2 separate regions of the Mus musculus genome follow, and region 1 is linked to region 2. Evidence: chromatin contacts called from public Hi-C data. All regions are on one chromosome and are shown on one strand. Each heading gives the region's core, a stretch centred on a gene start, on an enhancer-like site or on the middle of the called end of the contact. The rest is flanking DNA. Distances are from core to core; before and after follow the strand shown. Region 1 has its middle 11 kb from the start of Prdm8. Region 2 overlaps Gm33370 (predicted gene, 33370).

Evidence for each region. A called contact is a pair of places that touch in the nucleus more often than the background predicts.
Region 1: a Hi-C map of rod photoreceptor shows a contact between it and region 2, with 2.6 times the contacts expected there. The contact joins two enhancer-like sites. A contact is called at or near these places in 1 of 484 Hi-C or Micro-C datasets (rod photoreceptor), 5 of 115 datasets of contacts at active chromatin or transcription factors (large pre-B cells, memory CD8 T cells, regulatory T cell precursor and 2 more) and 1 of 9 other capture datasets (liver).

What each region holds. Positions count from the first base shown.
Region 1 is chr5:98,167,960-98,172,026 of GRCm38.p6, forward strand. It overlaps a transcript of Prdm8 not described here. Among named protein-coding and RNA genes, the nearest start is that of Prdm8, 11 kb to the right of the region's middle. Within about 2 kb of position 2,117, at least 11 of the 459 cell types and tissues checked have an H3K27ac peak or open chromatin away from gene starts, as enhancers often do. A contact at or near this core is called in rod photoreceptor, where this site is marked.
Region 2 is chr5:96,910,485-96,914,129 of GRCm38.p6, forward strand. It overlaps Gm33370 (predicted gene, 33370), which reads right to left. Exons shown (of 3, transcript NR_168888.1): 2 at 478-643; 3 at 1-65. Among named protein-coding and RNA genes, the nearest start is that of Gm24623, 4.7 kb to the left of the region's middle. Within about 2 kb of position 1,272, at least 168 of the 459 cell types and tissues checked have an H3K27ac peak or open chromatin away from gene starts, as enhancers often do. A contact at or near this core is called in rod photoreceptor, where this site is marked.

The sequences.
Region 1 (4,067 bases), core at 867-3,366, 1.3 Mb after region 2:
TTTTCCCTTCCCCTCCCCTTCCTTCCCCTTTCCCTTCCTCTCCTCTCTTCTCCTCTCCTCTGATCTTCTTCCCCCCTTCTCCCCTCCCCTCTCCTACCTCCTCTCTCTCTCTCTCTCTACCCTCCTTCCCCTGCCTTGCCTAGTTCTCTTTTCTACTCTTTCCTCCGCCCTTGCATTTCGGTAATTTCTCCTATTCTTACAGTCCGTACAAAGACTCAGGAGGAGTTTGTCTGCCCCTGGGAGATGCTATAGAGGGCGATGGGTTTCCTGCCCTGACTTGTTGCTCTGTACGATGCCTCCCTGGGTGGTGAGTCTAGCCATCAGCCCGGAGTATAACAACCCCGGGAAGTTGGGGTTTTCCTCTGACCGTGACGGGGGGGGGGGGGGGGGGGAGAGGAGGGGGTGTATTTGATCAGGGAGTGAGTGTTATGGTGAGGAGCAGCGCAGCCTCAGAATGTGAAGCTCTGGGTTCCCATTGCTAGCCAGAATAAGTGACGGGAAGTTCAGTCGCTTGCTCCTGAGCTCCTTCCTCCCAAAGCACTCGGGACACTCCGCACACTCCTCCCTTAAAGAAGACATTCCTAAGATGGAAAGTCAACCTCCGAGACCAGTCCTCTCTGTTTCTATAGAAGCTGAGGTTGGGGATGGAGAAAAGACGCTATAGGCCACGATGGCCTGGCCCCTGCGAGCCCATCTGACGTCCCCTTTAATCCCCAAGTGTCCCAGCGCGTGCCCACAGTGCCCTCCGGCCGGAGCAGGTTCCATAAGCTCTCAGAGTAAATCCCCTCGGAAACATTAATCACAGCGACCAGCAAGTGCAAACTGCGAGCCCGCCCGGTGTCTGCCCCTTAATCCCTCCCTCTGAAAAAGCAGAGGCGGACAGGGGCTCAGTTTATTCTTTACAGGAGCGGTCTCTTGACCGACTGGACGTGCTTTCCCGAGAATTCACGAAACCTTGACAAAAGTAAAGGGATGTGAGAGTGGAGAAAAGAAGTGAGGGGAGATAAGCGGGAAACTGGGGTGCAGGTTAATTACTGCGGAGTAACCCTAGCCAGGAGCCCAGAGATTGGACAGGAACGGCGGCACTGCGGTGGGGGTGGGGAGCAGTTGGAGGAACAGAACGCTGGGCTAGGTTGGGAGCTGGAGTTGGAACCCAGTTCTTTTCCTTCTGTGCTTCAACCCACGTGACCTCACGTAGGCGTTGTCCCCTTACAAGAATCAGGGTTTGCCCCTTTGGGGCTTGTTGCTCGCACTTGAGATTTCACTATCATGTCGTTCAATTAATCATATTCCAGTTCTCCTATTTTATTCAAAACCGTCTTCCAGTTCCCTCATAATCGTAATTTGCGCCATTGCCTTTTATCTTTGATTAATTAGGAAGCTGAAAATGATAATGGAGGGTTGGACCAATAAATTAGCTTTAAGAACAGACGGACCGACGTCCAGGGCTGCTGTGGGTGGGCACTGCAAAAGGGGGTGGAGGGAGAGTAGCGGCTTCCTGGGGCGAAATACACTAGCCGGCCTCAAACACGTGAGCTAGCACCACTCCCTGACTGAGTACTGAAAAGACCCCTTCCCTAGTTTGAGTCTGCACTTGGAGAGCGGCTAGTGAGGGCGGGCTTCACCATTCTTTGTGAATTTGAGGTTTAGAGACGCCCCTGTTGAAAATATTTCTTCAGCGAGGAGCTAGAAAGTTATCTTTGATTTTTGCCCTTTCCTTCTCTCTCCCCTTACTACTAATCGAGAGAGTGCGAAAATCTAAAATCAGCCCGTGGCTCCCAGGCCCAAGAGGCAAGCCCCCTTTCTCCTTCCACGAAATCGTTCACGCCTCCAGACGGGCTAAACGAGAGAGCACTTTGCGGCTCTTCACGGCTTCGCTCCAGCCTCTTTAGCTTTCAATTGAAAACCAATTAAAGGTTTCTATAAATCTGTTAGCTCCCCTTTTATCTGGGGACCCCTGATGCATGCGATATTGCCCTTTAGATGGCTCTTCCGTGTTTTGTTTTACAATTGTTGTATCAATATAATGCGGCCTTTCTTCTCCTGTCTCTATAGATACAGATACACAAGGAAAACCAGAGCTATTCAGGCTCATTTGTCCAGGAGCCTAGCAGCGGTGCCCTTTCTCTGCGGCTGCTTTCCCTGGTTCGGTAGCAGCAGTTATGGTAGAAGCAGATGGCTGCTGATTGGGGGAGCTTTGTGGCTCTAATGCTGAATACTTTATGGAAAAGGACTTTACCATGCTTGGTTGGGCAGAGGAACAAGAGGGTGAGATTTACGGCCAGGAAAAATAAATCTTTTTCCAAGTTGTGGCTCCCTTCTCACCAGTGTCTCCTCTGCCCCTGGGGTCAAACAGTAAGGAATTGGTCTGATTTGATTTGATTCGCCTTTCTGCTAACAGCATTTTTTAGTCAGGATCTGCGTGGAGCCTGCACCGAGAGCCAGAAGTTTATGAAAGACCCCAGGTTGCGGATGCTGCTTCAGCACGGGCTCACCCCGGGGTGACAAGCAGAAGGACGCGCTCTTAAAGGCTGTTGGAGGCCCTGTTTTCCTGTCTGTCTTGCTGAGCTGAGCGAGGCTTCCTTGCTGGTTATCCTATTATCGGTGAGGAACAAAAGGGGAAGCCAAAGCCAGAGGACAGACACTAATCTTGAAGGAGAGAGGAAAATGACAAATATGGAGAGCCAGGTGTGCTTATCACTTTGAAGGGGTTTGAGCTGGAAGGGAGTTTAAGGGATATCTGGGAATGCAACACTGTTTGGAAGGAGATTTAAATTCAGTTGTTGAGGGATACACACAGTGCAAGCCTCTGCTGGAGGACAAACTCACCTTAACACATACCCTTTACTGTTCATCTTCTCTTTATCTTTCCTGAGTTTTGCTTTTCTTAAGTCAGGTGTATTTTGCCTCTGCTGCTGAAGTGTGTACCCACCCCCACCCCTTGCCTGTAGATGCTGTTTTAAAGCACTGTCATACACACACACACACACACACACACACACACACACACACCGCATTAAGACAAGCTAACCAATCTCAATGCTGGCTCTCTTTCTACTTCAGGTATAGTCCTTGTTTTCCCGACCATGGAAATTCCATTTTTCCACTTTAAGAAACTTCCAGCCCTCCTTCTTGTTCCAAAGTCCCTTTATCCTGCATTCCATATTTTATCCTGACCCTAGAAACTTGTTGGAAGGCCGGGGCAGCTTCCAAAAAGGTCACAGTTTTCTACCAAAAACTTCCTCTACATCTCTGAAGCACACTGCTGCCCCACATTCCAGTAGGAACCTTTACATCTTGTTTCCTTCTAGAGAGGAGAAAACATTTAGTAGTTGAGGTAAGACTCAAAACTTATACTCACTGAGCATGTCAGACAGAAGCATTTAGATGCTTTGGACGGCTAACTTCTGGCCTTTTCCTAAGTCTAGGCCAAATGTTCTACCACACTTAATTCTTATGCTGACACATGGATTTTTTTTCCCATTAGATGTACTCTTCCTTCACAGGAAACAGCAGCACAGAGAAGCTGCCTAACCCCAGCATGTGTCAGAGCTGGGACCCCAGCACAAGCCTGCTCTTGCTGTATTGGAAGTTCAGAGAGGTTAAGAGGTTCTCTCAGACACCTAGCTAGCTAATTGAAGACTCAGAGCTCAAACATACACGTATTCAGCTTGCCAAATAGAGAGCACTTAACTACTGTCTCCATTATCCTTTAGAAGGAGGAATTTGGGGATCCACAAATGTTTCTGGATTCAGAGACTGGGCTGGAGATTTCAGATAGCTGAAGATCATAGCTTAGGGCAAACATAAGTAATTCTGGCTGCGGAGAGTGTGTGCGATAGGAGGAAGCAGCTGCTAGGTTAGTAGTAGGTACCAGCACTGGGGAGGAGGAAGGGGGAAATGGAGGTTGAGGGCTAAGGAGAGCTTAGCCCTGTCTGTCGCCCAAATAGCATAGGAGCTTAGGGCGTGGCTTGCTAACTATCCCTAGGAAAATTAGCAGTGCTCTGTGCCTGAGGGCTCTGGGGCGGCTGCTCTAGACTCAGCTGCTTGCTCCGGGTTTGTAGGGG
Region 2 (3,645 bases), core at 22-2,521:
GGTTGGTTGGTTGGTTGGTTGTTGGTTGTTAATGGTTGTTGTTGATTACAGTTTGATAAGTAGTCCTGTGCAAAAAGAAGAAACAAGAAGAAATCACATATCTTGACAGCAAAGATCAAACTTGCTCCCAGAAACTCAAGACCCCTGTTAGCAGGAACAGTCCCACCTATTAATGATAACACCCCCTTTTCCTTTCTATCCTTTTTTTTCTCCTATCTAGTGTTAGGGGGTTAAAAGGACAGAAAACAGATGGAGAAGGGTGGAAGAAAGAATAATCCACAAAGTAGCTAAAGCCTTGCTGCATCACTTAACTACATCAAGTTGTTAATTAATAATAGCAGTAATACTTACATTTGATTATTGGTAAGGTAGTTCCCTCCAATATTGCTATGGTCTTAAATAATAGCTTACGGCCACCCCCTCATATGGTCAAAGGATTCCACTTCTGAGATTCTGAGAAGACTAGTAGAACTGTACCTTACAGGGTCCTCTGTTTGCTTCTCTGTGCTGACTCTCTTCACTCAGAGCTCTTCCATTCCAGGCAGGCTTTGTTCACTTAGACTCTTTTCCAGGTTTTGGGGGTTGCTCTTTAATTCTGAGCATTTAGCTACTATCTCTCGCTGCAAAGGTTGGCAAGAGAATTCTGGCAAGTGGAGCAGATGTAAATAGAAGTGAGCTGAAAGTTTGTTCAGGACAATACCATAGATCCATCATCTCTCTACTCTACGGGGCTTCTTAGGCAAGATGGAGGGGGGGGGGGCTTAGAGCATGAGCTCTGGAGAACAATCACTGAATTCATTTCTTACACCTGTTCTGTTTTGGCCCTTTAACCTTGGGATTAAATTATATTTTTCCATAAAGTACTGGGAACAAATATACTAAGTGTTACCTATAAACGTTAACCAGAACTATATTGAGACATCTACAACAGTGTTCTCTCACATTTGAATGGCTGCCCTTCAAGGCAATGTTTGAACCTGTGCAAAATACAATAGAATATTCCTGGGATGATTGCAACAGGACAAAGGACCTTTCATGGTATTTCAACAGAAATAAATGGAGACTTGGCTACCCGCTAGACCATGCGTATGTGGCCTGTGGCTGGTTCTGAGCCCCTCACGGCTTTCACTTTGTCCCTGCCCACAGTCTTCAGCGGCCCCGTAGCTTTGATGCTTCCCTCCTCCCGGTTTGTAGTTCACTGTCATCAGCAGCCCGGTTTCCTGTCTTGTCATTGTCCAGCTGCTTGTCTGGCACCGCTAACTCCTTCCTCTTCCTCTCCAGAGGATGTCGACATTTCCAGTACAGACGGGCAACGCCACCAGCTCTTCTGGCTGCAGCTCTTCCTTCTTTAAACCTCCTTTGAAGCCTCGTGAGTTTCCTGTAATGACTGCGTCTCTGTTTTGGCTATTTTAGTACTTATGTGGCTTTTGATTTTGATCTGGATTCACATCTTCTAGCCAAAACCCATCTCCAACAAGTAGTTTGGGGTTTTGCTGGAAGGTAATTTGAATTTGTTTACAAGATCACCAACTCCCAATTTAGATGTCCTAAGACTTCTGAAGGGGAGTGGCCTTCCCAGAGTGCCTTGCCCTCATTATCACTAAGCTATGTTATTAGGCAGGGATGGGCTGTTTTGTTTGTGAGCTAATCCTGCTTCTTATAATTCTCAGTGCTCACTGCTGAATCAGGAGAAGCAGGGAAGTCACTTCAGCAGAACTGAAGAATTAAACACACACACACACACACACACACCACACACACCACACACACACACACACACACACACACACACCACACACACACACACACACACACACACACACACACACACACACACGCTGGTGCACGTATACCAACCACATAGAGCACAGGGCTATTTCATCATAATCATCTGACATCTTTTCTGCAGGAAGTCACAAATACAAAATAGATATGAACAAAAATAACTCAGTTGTCGTAACAGATGAGGAATGATCTCTGTCTTCTCCCTCCTTCCCCTCCTCCCGCTCCTCCCCCTCCTCTCTGTCCTCCTGTCTCTCCCCTTTCTCTTCCTCCTTCTCTCCTACCTCCTTTCCCTCTTCCATCTCTTCCTACTTCTCTCTGTGTGTCTTGATCTCTCTGGTCTCTCCCCTTCTTGTCCTTCTTCTCTGTTATCATTATTCATATGAATAATACAAAAAAAATCTCCCAGATATTTCTCTGTCTACTCTCAATGATTAGGGCCCCACAAGTGTTTGTTCTTTGAACCTTTCTTCCCCTGAGCAACTTTTGTGCTCCAGGTGCTCAGGAAAGAGATCAGATAGGTCCCTGGCACCCAGAACCTTCTAATTGGGTGGTGGTCATTTTTCACTACTGGGTGCTGGAAACTTTCTTTTAAGAAAAAGCCAGTGCATCTCAAGATTCCATGAGAAGAACACGAGGCAGGAGAAGACGGGGCTTATCCTGTGCCCCATCTCGAGGTTTCCTAAGAGGCCAGATGCAGTACAGAGCTGCTTCCTTCCTATTTCTGTTGCTCAGAACTCACAGCCAAACACTAAAACCCAGCAAATCAGTTGCCTTCCCACCATGCAGAGACTTTCCCTTGGCCGCTTGTTTTCATCAAATAAGAAGGTTCCTCTTACCTAACAGGGTTTCTTGTGCCCTGTCAGCCACAAGCCTAACTTCCAGCTCTTGTCCTGCTTTGGTTTTCTCCTCATAAAGACTTTTATTGGCTCTGCAGCATCACTATTTAGGCTCCCTGGGATGCTTACTGGAGGTCCACCATTCAAGAGTGACCGTTAAAGGTCTGGCTACGAGGCTGTCAGTAAAGTGCCTCCAATGCAAGCGTGAAGACCTAAGTCTCCCTCCCCAGCACCCAAGTGAAAAGCAGGGAAGCAGAGCATAAACCTGTAATTCCTGGGTGTGGTTGGGGAGGCTGAGGCAGAAGGATCCTGGGGCTTCTCTTCCTAGACAGCCCTGCCTTTAAAATAAAGTGAAGAGGAATTGGTGATTGAAAGATACCCAGTGTCAACCTCTGGACTCCACACACACACACACACACACACACACACACACACACACACCACTCATGCCCACAGAGCCAACATGAAGCTTGTAATCCAACCTATACTTTGGTCTTTTCTACTCTTTCCTTTTACAGAAGATTTATATTGAAACTTTTTAAAGCTCTGCTTCTGTGCCTCTTGACTTTTCCTAAAATGACTTCACCTAAAAGTAGCTGAGGCCAAGCAGAGCCCTTCTTGTAAACAACTGACAGGAGACATGATAGCCCTTAATGAGTACAATCTGGGCTGTCTCTGGCATTTTTGTGTGGACAAAATAATCAAAAGCTAATTTGAGCACAGAGGAAATGAATAAAACTTCTTGCCGCTGAAAAAACTCAGAGGAAATCAGGGTCAGGCAGAGTCCTGCTGTGCAGCTGGGCTCTGTCCTATGCCAGGTTCCTATTGCCCAAATGTCCCACTCTCTATCTGGGTGGGAGTTAGGATCTGGAGGGCAGAAGCTGAGAGACTGCCTGGGTTCTAGTCCCACCTATATCACCTGTAGACTGCATGCTATTTCAATAGCCAGAACAGATGAGTAAGAGCATTTACCTCCTAGACTCATTGAAGGGCTTAAATGAGACTCCATATAAAGCATGCTGTT